2 separate regions of the Urocitellus parryii genome follow, and region 2 is linked to region 1. A link is a contact called in public Hi-C data. All regions are on one chromosome and are shown on one strand. Each heading gives the region's core, a stretch centred on a gene start, on an enhancer-like site or on the middle of the called end of the contact. The rest is flanking DNA. Distances are from core to core; before and after follow the strand shown. Region 1 holds the start of Mtbp (MDM2 binding protein). Region 2 holds the start of Deptor (DEP domain containing MTOR interacting protein).

What was found. Hi-C and Micro-C count contacts between places; a contact is called where the count stands out from the background.
Region 2: a contact with region 1 is called in a Hi-C map of muscle, with 4 times the contacts expected there. The contact joins the promoter of Deptor here to the promoter of Mtbp in region 1. A contact is called at or near these places in 2 of 2 Hi-C or Micro-C datasets (liver and muscle).

What each region holds. Positions count from the first base shown.
Region 1 is chr7:19,383,710-19,390,400 of mUroPar1.hap1, forward strand. Mtbp (MDM2 binding protein) reads right to left here and starts at 1,787. Exons shown (of 20, transcript XM_077800972.1): 1 at 1,670-1,787; 2 at 793-873. The coding sequence starts at 1,787. It overlaps Mrpl13 (mitochondrial ribosomal protein L13), which reads left to right and starts at 1,969. Exons shown (of 7, transcript XM_026393867.2): 1 at 1,969-2,173; 2 at 3,866-3,989. The coding sequence starts at 2,147.
Region 2 is chr7:19,823,294-19,829,478 of mUroPar1.hap1, forward strand. Deptor (DEP domain containing MTOR interacting protein) reads right to left here and starts at 3,945. Exons shown (of 9, transcript XM_026393861.2): 1 at 3,698-3,945. The coding sequence starts at 3,819.

The DNA of each region.
Region 1 (6,691 bases), core at 537-3,036:
TTAAGGTTTATACTTTCAAATCTTTACAGATAATTTACCTTGATAATGGGATAAAAAAGGCTTTGGGGCTATTTTAGTCTTCAGGGTTTTTTGTTGTTGTTGTTTTCTGTTTTCCTCCTTTTTGGGTACTAACAATTGAACCCAGAGACATTTTACCACTGAGTTACATCCCTAGTCGTCTTGGGGTCTTGCTAAGTTGCTGACAGTCTCCCTCAGTGGTTGAGCCTAGTCTCAAACTTGAGATCCTCCTGTCTCATCCTCCTGAGTCACTGGAATACAGATGTATATCACCACACTTAGCAGTCATCAGTTTATTTTTGTCATATGTGGTTATTTGGGATTTCATATCTAGAGTATTACCTAGCATAAAATACACTCCTTTAAGAAATATTTTGTGTAATAAAAGTTGAGGGGTTTTTCCCCTCTTTTTTAGGCTCTTCAAAACAAATTCATGGAACTCCTTAGTCTCTAACATAGCATCCTCTGATTCAATTTCTGTCAAAGCTAGTCAGATGTGTCTTTATGGGAAACAAGATCAGAGGCCAATCAGGCAATAAAGGATAGTGGTTACTAGCATGGGGTCTAGAAACCTATATTAATTTTCATAACCATTTTATGATACTGAAATATCAGAAAGTGATGCCTTTTCCAGTTTTATATTCCTTTAAGTTACCTTGGTATCTCAGTACCTGTTCCAAGTCAAAAGTATTTATTGTTCTCCTAAATGAGCAAATTAATTGATTGCAATACAACTGTTGTGCCAGAGAAAAGAGAGGTTTATGTTGTACTTACCAGGGAAAGTACTATCATCTGGATTAACTGAAGTACTAATGGTTCTTTTCAGGAGGTGATAAACATTTGCTGCTGTGAAGTCTGAAAAAGTAAAGACAGTCTAACTCCATGGCTCAAGTTACATAACATAGGCCTATTCTAATTTCACTATCAGTGACTCTCAAAACCAATGTATTGTACATAAAATAACTACATGTTGATCAAGATCTGTTCATGTTTTGATATAGAAAAGCAAGAGCAAGCAGAGAAAACTAAAAAGGCCCCGATTTGTGCATGCCAGTAGTTAGCACAAATCAAAAATTCCCTGCAAAGAACAGGAACTCTGTCACAACACCTTATACCCCACTTTGTACATTTCCCCCTCAAAATGACTGCCTGACCAAAACAAACAAGTAAAATACAATAGTCTAGACAGAAGCACCAAAAAGCAGCGCAAGGGCAAGCAGTTAAAATCGCCTAAAATTTATCATTTCTTGTTTAAACTTAGTTGATGTTATATGCGTCCTCCCATTAGAATGGAAGCTCAAGGTCAGTAAGACCTTGTATTTTGTTCCTTACTGTATTGCCTGTATGTGGGACACGGAAGACATAACAATTTATTGTATACTTTTTAGAAGACCAGAAATTCCATTAAGGTACAAAGGATTTGATCAGTTAAATTCTTACTGTGCCAGGAACTTTTAAGCCCTGGGATCTTGCATCCACAAATTTGTACTTCTGTTCCCATGAAGAGGACAGTGCCCAGCCCTCATTAGATCTATCCCACCCAGATTCGCAGCTTCCCGGGACCTATGGTGACCTCTGTCCCTCCCTAGATCACAAACGCAAACATCTCCTCCCGCAAGCCATTCCCGCCGTTTCTCAGCCCCGCGCTTACCCGGCTGCTTCTCGGTACCCTCAAACGACGACGCTTCTGGTGCACGCTCAGTCTCCCCGCTGACCGCCAACGGGAACTTTCCTTCCCCCCAGATCACCAGCAGCAGATACCGATCCATCCCTTCCTTCAGAACTCACCCCCAGGTTTAAGTCTCAAAACAGCCGCGCGCTTGACGCACTTCCGGTTTTCTTTTTCCGCTCAGCTCGTTTGGAAATTGTGTCCTCCGTCTGTTTCCGTAGGTTACTGGGAATTATTTTCGGGAATTATTCTATCAATAACTGCCTTCTTTCTTTCTTCCTTGACTAAATCGTTACCGTGGGAAGACTGGAGGGCATCCATAAGTGAGAAGAAACAGAAGAGTGCTGAACGAGCTAGGAACCTAAGTGCTTTGGTCCATGCGTTTCCCGCCGGGCAAGTACTGCTGATGACCTGGCTCAGCTTGGGGTTAAAAAAGGACGCTTCGGCCAGTGGGGAAAGATGTCGAGTTTCTCTAGGGCAACCCAGGTGAGCTCAGATTGTTGTGCCTTGATGGTTGGTGTTCTTTAGGCTGGCAGAAGGAGAGCGGCGGATTAGTAGTGAGGGTGAATCGGCAGGGAAGCCGAGACCCGCAGCCACTCTTGGGAAAATACACACTGGGGGTGGTGAGGACGACCATCACTTGCTGTCTTGGTACTCGTCCCCTCCTTGTCAGTCAGTGTTTTTCATCTCTTTCTCCCTTTCTCCGAGGGACTGTCAGAGAGATGGTAAGTGGGGACCTGTTGGAGAGTTGATCCAAAGGGTCAGACGTGAACTGACAGGGTCCTGAGAAGCACCCTGTCTGTACAGAGATGCGGGTCTGTGCAAGGCAGAAGCTGAGAATCGTCTTCAAGGCTTTTGCAATAAACCCCACTACACAGGAGGGTGCACAATCCAGGCCAGGAATTTGGTGCTAAAAAGTGATCAGGTTTTGTTTGAGGATGGAACCCAGAGGGTTTCTTGAAACATTGAATGCGAGTCGACAGCAAAGTAAGAAGGATGTCTTCGTGTTTTTGTTTTTGTGTTTTGGACACCTGGAAGGGTGGTGTGCCATCAACTGAAACAGGGAAGGCTGAAGTTGACGCAGGTTTCAGGTGGAAGGGTAGGTTAGGAGTTACTTTTGAATATGTTAGTCCTGGATGACTTTTAGCCCAGTGCTGCTTCTTTCCTGGGACTGTTTGTTACTTGTCAGTGGTCAGATAAATACAGGAAGCGAAGTGAATCTCTTTTAAAAACTTTGATAACAGTTTTGCATTGTGGCAGCATTTGTACGTTTTTATCAAAGTTTTTTTTTTCTATAAAACTATTCGTCTGCAATGGGTGGGGGGAAATTGGTCTTTTGCCTATGGTATAGGCTAGTTTGAAGTTTGTGACAATTTAAAACAAAACCACTAGCCTAGTTGCATTTTTTTCCCCAGAATTGTTTAATCTCTGGTGTATATGCATAATGAAATCATCTGGTCGAGGTCTTTCTGGATGGAATTTTCTTCGAATTTAAAGACACTGATGAATACTACAAAAAGAATGGTCTACATGTCTGAAATAACCTAAAGATATATAAAACAATTTTTTGGGAGGGGGTGGTACCCGGGATTAAACTCAGGGGCACTGGACCACTGAGCCACATCCCCAGACATGCAGGTCTGTGGAGGGCACTATTTGTATTTTATTTAGAGACAGGTTCTCACTGAGTTGCTTAGTGCCTTGATTTTGCCAACGCTGGCTTTGAACTGGAGACCCTCCTGCCTCAGCCTCCTAAGCTGCTGGAATTATGGGGATGTGCCACCACGCCATGCTTAAGACAATTCTTTAAAATTTAAATTCATTCAACTTAGCTGTCCTTTCCCAACTACATTGTTTTACTTAACTTTACCCTGGAATTGAATTCCTGAATTGTCTTCAGTTTCCAATTGGCCACTCAGCTTTCAATATAATATACCTACTGACCTAAATAATGTGAATAATAGAAAGGCTTTCCTTTTTCAGAAGTAGAAATGAAAACAAAACAAAAATTTTTTAATGATAGTTCTTTCAAAGTAATTGTTGACATTAACTGTAGAATACATATATAATCGTATATAGTAAAAATAGTTATTTCCATTTTAATTCATAGTAAAAATATTTATTTCCATTTTAATTCATTTAATTTTTAATTTTTTTTTTCTTTTCTGTGTTTTCAAGCAATGGGCCACTTTTGCTCGAATATGGTATCTCTTAGATGGGAAAATGCAGCCCCCTGGTAAACTTGCTGCTATAGCATCAATAAGACTTCAAGGATTACATAAACCTGTATACCATCAACTGAGTAAGTATCACTTTAGCCTGATCATAACATACTTTTCATGCTAGAATAGAATATGGATGAAATTTGACTGAACTTTAAGAAAGGACCCCTTTCTTCCTGAGGATTCCATTCTTTCTGAAAACTTATTAGCACACTAAACTGAATTTTGTATTATTTATGGAAAAGTCATAACAGATCAGTTTTCTTGGCAGAACCCCACTTTATACCACTGGGCAGACAAAATTACCAGTAGCCCTTCCTTTCATTCTCAGAAGTATCCTGATTTGCACATTACATTTCATATGTGGCTCTTCACATGATGATATGCATTTAAATAGAGTTTTTGAAAATAAGGGAAATAATCTTCTGTTGGAAAAATCCTTTTTCCTGAGAAGATATGTGTAGAGCTAGCTATGCACAAAAGCTTAATTTTTAACTGTTTCAAGTAAGTAGATTTGCTTTTTAGTATCATTTTTCTTTCTTTTTTGGGGGAGGTGTACTAGAGATTGAACCCAGGGGCACTAACCACTAAGCCACATCCCCAGTCCTGTCTATCTATCTATCTATCTATCCATCTATTTATTTATTTATTTATTGGAGATGGGGTCTCCCTAAGTTGTTTAGGGTCTTCTTAGTTGCTGAGGCTAACTTTGAACTTGCTATCCTCCTGCCTCAGCCTTCTCAGCTGTTGAGATTACACTTGGTTCTATGATTTTTCTAAAATAATAGAGAAAGTTGTCTTTCATTCTAGAAGAGTTCAGTTTATAGATGGTTTAATTGATTCTATTTATTGTGGTACCTCACTGATGGCTCCTGATGTCATTTTCTGTTCCTCATCTCATCTGACCTGTCAATAGCATTTGCTGCAATTGATCATGTTTGTTTAATTTTTGTGATGTATAGTAAACATATAAAGTACATTTTAAAGAAAATAATGATGAGGAAATGAATACCCATATATTTGGCATTTATATTAAATAATGTTGCTTTCAATATTTTTGCACTCTTTCCCCAGTGTTCATGTGGAATAGTTTTCCCAAGGTATATCCATAGGGCAGGAATTACTGGTACATCATGGGAAGCTACTGTCTTTTTTTTTTCTTTTCATCTTTGACAATGTACTTTTATCAGAGGTAATCGATTCACAGTTGAAGCAAAACATCTCTTCAATAAAAGAAATATAATTTCAAATCTTAGCATTATTCAAAACCTAATTTCTGTGCTCAGAAGTTCTCAAAACTATGCTGCTATAAACACTTGATATTCTGCCAGCAGAATATACCACATTACTCCTCATCTTTAGTAACACTTGATATTTTCATTCTTTCTTTCTAACTACTCCACTAGATGTGAAATACTCTTTGTAGTTTTAATTTGTATTTTCCTGATTATGAATAATGGCTCAGTATCTTCTCACTTAGTCCTTGGCCTTTGTAGTTTCCTTATCTGAAATGCTTGTGTGTGTCATTTATCCATTTTTCTTCCAGGTTATTTGTCCTTCAATAAGTTGCATATGTCATTATATCTCCTAAATACCTCAGGATGCATTGCCCAAGAATAGAGAGATTTTTCTCTGTAACCAAAATGTTATTGATACACCTAAGAAGATGAAGAGTAATTTAATTATGTGGTTTGATGTCACCATTTTTACATTTCCCAAGTTGTCTCAAGAATTTTCTTTCCTTTGTTGTTTTTTTCCCGGGGATGGGGGGTGCACAGTAACTGAGGTTTAAACCATTGGCACTCTACCACTCAGCTACATCCCCAGCCATTTTTAAAAATATTTTTATTCTGAGACAGGGTCTTGCTAACTTGCCCAGACTAGCCTACAACTTGTGATCCTCTGACCTAAGCTGCGCAAATAGTTCATATTAAAAGCACCCAGTTTGTCAAGAGCTTTTTTATAGCTATTATATGTTTGAACGAGGATTCTCCCCAAGGTTTATTTATTGCCATTAGTTGTTGTATCCCTTTAGTTACTTTTCTAATTGAAAAATCCTTATTGTTTTCCTTGTTTTTGAGGAATCCAATCTAATTTTTATGGAGAACTTTTTTCTGAAAACACCATCTTCATTTGTTTCCCAAGATGCCATTTTCTGTTTCTTGTCCTACATTAACTCTTTCTCAGTCCACTTGCTGTCTTCACTTTTCTTTGAACTCTCAATTATTTTTCTTTCACTAGTAAGGGTGAGTGCCACAGGCCCAGTCTTTGAACCTGTTCTCATTCATTATGTGAGCAATTGCTGTCTCATGAATCTAAAAATCATACGAATGCTAATGCCTCCCAACTTGTGTCTTCAGTTTTGATCCATTCCCTGGATTCTAGACTCATAACCAATTTCTCCAAACTAAATTTTCCTTGGTATTGAGTAGACTTCTCTAATGAATAAGCCCATTTGGAACAATCTTGCTCCTGATTTCTGGTACCCAAACCAGCCTGTTTCTTTCCAGTTTTCCTCATCTCCATTAATAGCATCCCTGTTCATTTTGTTATTCCGGTTTGCAGCCTTTCTTTGCTTCATTTGTGACTCCTCTATTTTGAGCCCCCCCCCAAATATTTATCTTAAAAAAATAGAAAAAAATGTCTGGAATCTGGCACCTCTTATTATTTCTCCCTTCTACACTGATTTTAAGCCATTGTGCTTTCTATCATGTTTTGCCTTCATGTCGCCTTTTCTACACAGATCAACCAGAGTTATCTTTTCCAAGTGAAAGGCTAAAAG
Region 2 (6,185 bases), core at 2,695-5,194, 440 kb after region 1:
AATTTTTGGGTTTTTATGTTTCATCTTTGAGGAACTACCAAATTGTTTTCCAAAGTGGCCATCCCATTTTACATCACCACCAATAGTGTGAGAAAATTCTAATTTCTCCACATTCTCACCAACACTTGTTACTATCTGACGTTTTTATTATGACCCAACCTGGGGGTGGGGATCCAAATGCATTCCTAGATGCAAAAACATAGGAAATAATTGGACAAGGAAGCAAAATCTTTTAAGACAAGGGAAAAACATAAAGAGAATTAGGAAAAGGGTCCTGCAGTCGAGATGGAAAGGAAAGCAGCAGATGTTAGATGTGTTATTCTTATGCAATGAACTGCAGAAAAGTGTGAGCATCGTGCAGCCAGCCTCCAACTTCCCATCTGGAGCAGATAATATTCACAACAACACTCTTCTGGGTCTATTGACTTATTTTACAGGGAGCCTTTCCATGTTGTACCCCATCTGATCCACCACCACAAATCTCATGTGGGAGGATAGTATTCCAATCTGCAAGGGTGTAAGGGCTGCAAAGATTCACTGAATTGCCCCAGGAACCAGAGCTACAAAACTAAAGAGAAAGGAAAAGGAAGTGAACAGAACTGAGTTTGGAAGCATAACTTTTTATCTCACATCTCAGTCGATGGCTTCCTCTTTCCTCATGATCCCAACCTTATCACTGATGACCCAGAAACCAATGCAAAGGCAAGAGAAGGCAGAGGTGAACCCAGGGTATGTGTGAAACAATTAAAGGCCAGAGGCCTGGTCATCACAAAGTGGCCACAATCATACAGTTAAGAGAGCAAGCTGGGGACAGAAGAACACATTGTGACAGTAGCAAAAAGATGACCAAGTTTCCACCCTCCAGTAATCAGGAAGCCAGGCATACAGCCACGCTGATCCCTAAGTGTTAATTAAATATCGTATTAAGCTGTATTAATAGAAGTATACTGGATTACATACAACACTCATCCAAACATTTATTAAGAAATTACTATGTGTTAGTCACAGTAATAAAATGACTGAAATAACAAATAGAATGATTAAAATTTTCCAAAGTAAAATTAAATGACTAACATTTACTAAAACTTTTACATGTAGCATCTCACTTCATGCTCCCAAAACTCCTGAGGGAGGACTGTCACCAGACTTCCCTTTCTAAGTTGGATGTGTTGGTGCACATCTGTAATCCCAGCTACTGGGGAGGCTGAGGCAGAAGAATTACAAATTTAAGGCCAGCCTGGGCAAATTATCAAGACCCTATCTCAAAACAAAATAAAAAGGGCTGGGATAGAGCTCAGTGGTAGAGTGTTTACCTAACTTGTTTGAGGTCCTGGTTTCCACCCCCAGTACCAATAAAATAAGAAAATTTAAATCTAAGAATCTTTCATGTGCATTTTTTTATTTCATATATATGTCATATACTTCTATCATATATGTTCATATAGAGTAATGACCAGTGTAATTACACATCACATGCAACCAGAGGAATGAGAAGTTTCATTCCATATATGTATAATGTCAAAATTCACTCTACTGTCATTTATAAAAAATGATTTAAAAGGAATTGAAAAATTTTGAAATCAATTAAAATATTGAAAGTCTTAATTAAAAGAATCTCTTTTCCATAGAGGAGAGACAAGAGAGGTTAAAAGTAAATTGTCCCAAAGTCACAAAAATTAATAAATGGTGGAGACAGAACAAGAACCTGGGCAGCCTGGGTCTGTAACGTATGCTCATAACAGCTGTAGTCCTTCCTGCCAGGTTTTATGTAACTGGAAGTGACATGTGGTGTTACAGGAAGCTCAGGGCCAATTCTCAGGAGCCTCTCATAAAATACTCTTATCTCTGTTGCCATCTTACCGATGAGGAAACAGAGGCTCAGAGAAATGAATGAATTAATTACAATATCTAATGCTGATATGACACTTACATTTCAGGTTCTGTTTTAAGCACTAATGCATCTAGTCTTCATAAGAACTTACAAGGTAAATTTCATTATTATCATCATTCTAAATTAAATAACTTGTCCAAGGTCCTATACTAGTTGAGGGGTAACATGGCCAAGATTCACTGCAGCTCAAAGGCCTCCTCAAAACAAACCTAATGATGACCCTTGGAATGAGTGGTGGAGCAGAAATTCAAACTCAGCTCTAACTCCTGAGTGACAGCCTTCTATCTTTTCACCCACTTGCCCATGGATGACCCTTAAATCTGCTGCAGGGTGGAGAGGAGCCAGGGAAGAGGGAGTACAAATGCTCTGGAGACCCATAAGAAAGGGCATTTAAGCTGCACTCTGAAGGATAAAGAGCTTGCTGGACAAAGGGAGTTACTACACAACCTAGTATTTGTAAAAGAAATAAAAAGCAAGTAACCTTATCTAAGGAAGAACACTAAAAAAGACAATATAGTAATGAAAAACAAAGAAATCAAACTATTAAAAACAAAGTGTTTCAGATTATTTCAGAAGAGCTTTACTTCAAATTTTAGTTAGAAAACATTCTTGAAGGGAAAACAAGTTTTTAGTCCCTTTACTTTTGACTATACATTCAAAAAATTCAACAAGGTATATAAATGTGCAATTTGTCTTTTGTAACACGAATTCTGACGTTCAAAATTTACTTCCTCAAACTAAGCGCTGCAAGCTGGTGTCTACCAAACCTTCAGGAATGTTTGCAAGATTCTCCATCAGGTCCTGAAACAGTCATCTAGAAACCAAAATGAGCTGGGAAATTCAAACCAAGACCTTAAAGGAACGTAGTTCTGGCCGGGCCAGGGGCCCATGTGCAAGTTGAGGCTGAAACACTACAAAGATGGATTATTTTTTCCTGGCAAACTGATTTATGATCACAGAAGGGCAGCTGCAGAACCAGTCTGACCATAACTACAATCCTCAAACACAGAACAGGAAGTGATGGAAACAGCAGGAGAACCCTGAAGACCATCGCTCATTTCTGGGCGTTGTGAGACCTAACAAATTCTAATTCTTGCTGCAGACTTGGGGCGATCAATGGAGTCCATGGCCCAAAACGTGACCTCTGGGAAAGTTGGCACAGCAGAAGGGCACTAGACAAGGTGCCTCCACGCCCCCTGGCGGACTCAAAGGATAATTATGATGTGCCAATTAAAGGATAGATAGGTTCAGGGTTTCTGAAAAATTCTCTGTTTAGCTTCCACAGCAACCCTTAAAAGGAGGCGTGGACTCCGTTTTACAGATGAGGAATAAGGTATGACTTGCCAACAGACACAAAAAAGGAAAACAACAGAAGCAATCACTGAGCTGACTTCAAGGAGTACAGGGGCTGGGGTTAGCTCGGACCCCACAGCGACCCTCGGTTCACCAGGCGGACAAGGTGCAGGCTATCAGCAGGGAGCATTGGCAGCGCCCAAGTACCTCCGAGGAGGGAGCGCGCGGCGGGTGGTAGCGACTCATCCCGGCGCAGGGCTGCAGCAACCAGGCTAGGGCGCAGCGCGCACCACCCGCTCGCCTGTGCCTGCCCGGACAGCCTCGCACGCTGTGCGTGTCCAGCCGCTGCAGCAGCAAGGCGCGGCGCAGCGTGGACTGTCCACGCGTCTGCACCTGTCCCAGAGCCCGGAGAGACTCGCAAGCCACCACACACGGGGCGCGTGCGCGCAGGACTGCAGCGGGCACGGGCTGGCAATGCCATAGCAAGCCCACCCTCTCTGTCTCAGGTCTTACCGTAACTGTTCTCCAGTGACCAGGACTTCAGCCATGCGCTCCAGCTCCCTTTGCTGCGCCCCGCCACTCCCGCTAGTGCTGCTGTCGCTGCCACTGCCGCCAGTGCTGCCGCCCTCCTCCATGGTCCGGGCCACGCCGCTACCACTGCCTGGGCTATCCGCCTCGGATTCTGCTGTTCGAATCAGTCTGCCCTCACCGAGGCTTCTCCCGCCATCTTTGTTCGGGGCAGTCCCAATGCTCTGAAGTGATTGGTTAGGGAGGGAATCCCTGTGAGTTAGCGGAGGCACTAGGCGAGTCCGGCCCCAGAAACTTCAGCTTAGGGGCGTGGCTGGAGTCCCTCGTGGCTGGGGGCGGGGCCGAGGGAGGAAAATATCAACATCTGAGCTGGGCACAGGCTCAGGGCTGTGTGTGCTGGCTGTGGATGAATTCCCGGGACTTTCCTTCCTTTACCCTGCAAAGCTCTTGCTATGAAAGCCTGCGTTTTTATTATATTGCCCATGCCCAAATTGCAGAGAATGAATGAGAACAGTACACCCAATAGTGCACAAGAGAGGATACACATGTCACTGCAGGACATGGAAAAAAAAAAAATTGGGATGAGGGGTGGTACCGAGGAGTGAACTCAGAGGCACTCGACCACTGAGCCTCATCCCCAACCCTACTTTGTATTTTATTTCGAGACAGGATCTCACTGAGTTGCTTAGCGCCTCACTTTTGCTGAGGCTGGCTTTGAACTCGCAATTCTCCTGTCTCAGCCTCCCGGAGTAGCAGGTATTTCAAGCCTTCGCAACCGCGAGGCATGGAAAAATTAAGCATTCCTTTCATCCGGACCACTCTCACCGAAGACAACTTATATAACTTGACGGTGTGATCGATACATAACGCTGGCCTGAAATTAAACAGATCTGGGATCGAGCTCCACAACTATCTTGAGAGACATAATTTTTCAGTTGCAGGTATGTGGTGGAAGTTTACAGACTAGTACATGGGTAAAAAAAAAAGAAGGAGAAGCAGGGAGACGTTTACAGAATGAAAATGGGAGGAAGTTGAAAACCAACTTCTATATACACATGTTTATACGTACATGCGCACGCGCGCGCACACACACACACACACACACACAATCAATCAATCAATTCTGCTATTTCAAAGTATTTATATTTACTCTTCTACAAGTGTATTGTATTTTATTTTCGGGGAGGGCATGTTTGTTTGATCATGTTTTTTCCTTTTCTTTTTTGGAATTGGGGGTTGAACCCAGGGGTGCTTAACCACTAAGCTAACTCACCAGCCCTTTTTAATTTTAATTTTGAGTCAGAGTCTCACTAAGTTACTGAGGGTCTCTTTCTAAATTGCTGAGGCTGCCCTCTAAGTTGGCCTCCCGAGTCTGTTGGGATTACAGGCATCTGCCACCTCACTCAGCACGTTTTTTTGTTTTTGTTTTTGTTTTTTAAGGAAGATCATACAAGTCTTTGCCAAACTGCTGCAATGTTAGTGTTGACATTAACTGAAACTTGCAACAACTCATTAAGCATTCATCATGTGTTTTATATACCACAGGCACCTTATTTATATTGTTTAATTTATCCTTAAAATTCTAAGAGTTAAATATTGATTTCAATTTACAACTAACAAAGCTTAATCACAGGACTGGGAATGTGACTCAGTGGTATAGTATTTGCCTGCCATGCATGAGGCCCTGGATTTGATCCCCAGCACCAAAAGAAAAATATGCATAAGCACAGACAGGTAAAGCATATCTAAATTTTTTATATAGAAGGTTAGGCAGCCTTTGAACTCTAATTCTGCTGACTCCCAAGGCCGTGCTCAGCCAGACTCCAGGATAACACTCTCTCTCATATCCAACACTAAATATCAGGCAACTCTTTTGCTCAAAGAAATTCTCTAAGGTTCTTAACTTTCTAAGTAGATCATGGTGGAAATGTAGACCCAGGGAGTCATAGTTTCAGTTACATGTGATTTTAAGAGCCTTATTCTGTTCTCTGATTTAAGGATGCTGATTCATAATGTGGTTGTGGGGGCATGGGAGGATTAGATGAACTCTAGATAGGGCAAAGGAGAAAAGTGGAGGGGAGGGAGGAGAAGGGAGGGTACATGAGGGTAGAAAAGATGGTGGAGTGAGATGGACATCATTACACTAAGTACATGTATGAAGACATGAATGATGTGATTCTACTTTGTGTACAACCAGAGATATGAAAAATTGTGCTCTATATGTGTAATATAAATTATAATGCATTCTGTTATATATAACAAATTTAAATAAATAAATAAGAGCCTCATTCTGCATAAAGCATAAAAATCATTTAACAGAAGTAGTTAATGCTTTAATTCAGTAATTATTATATAGAATATCAAGAATTTGCTTGGGGTCTCAGCAGTAGAGCATATGCCTAGTATTCCCAGTGTTTAATTCCCAGTGCTAAAATGACAACATCAAGCAAATAGTTTTGGGGGGATTCTCACT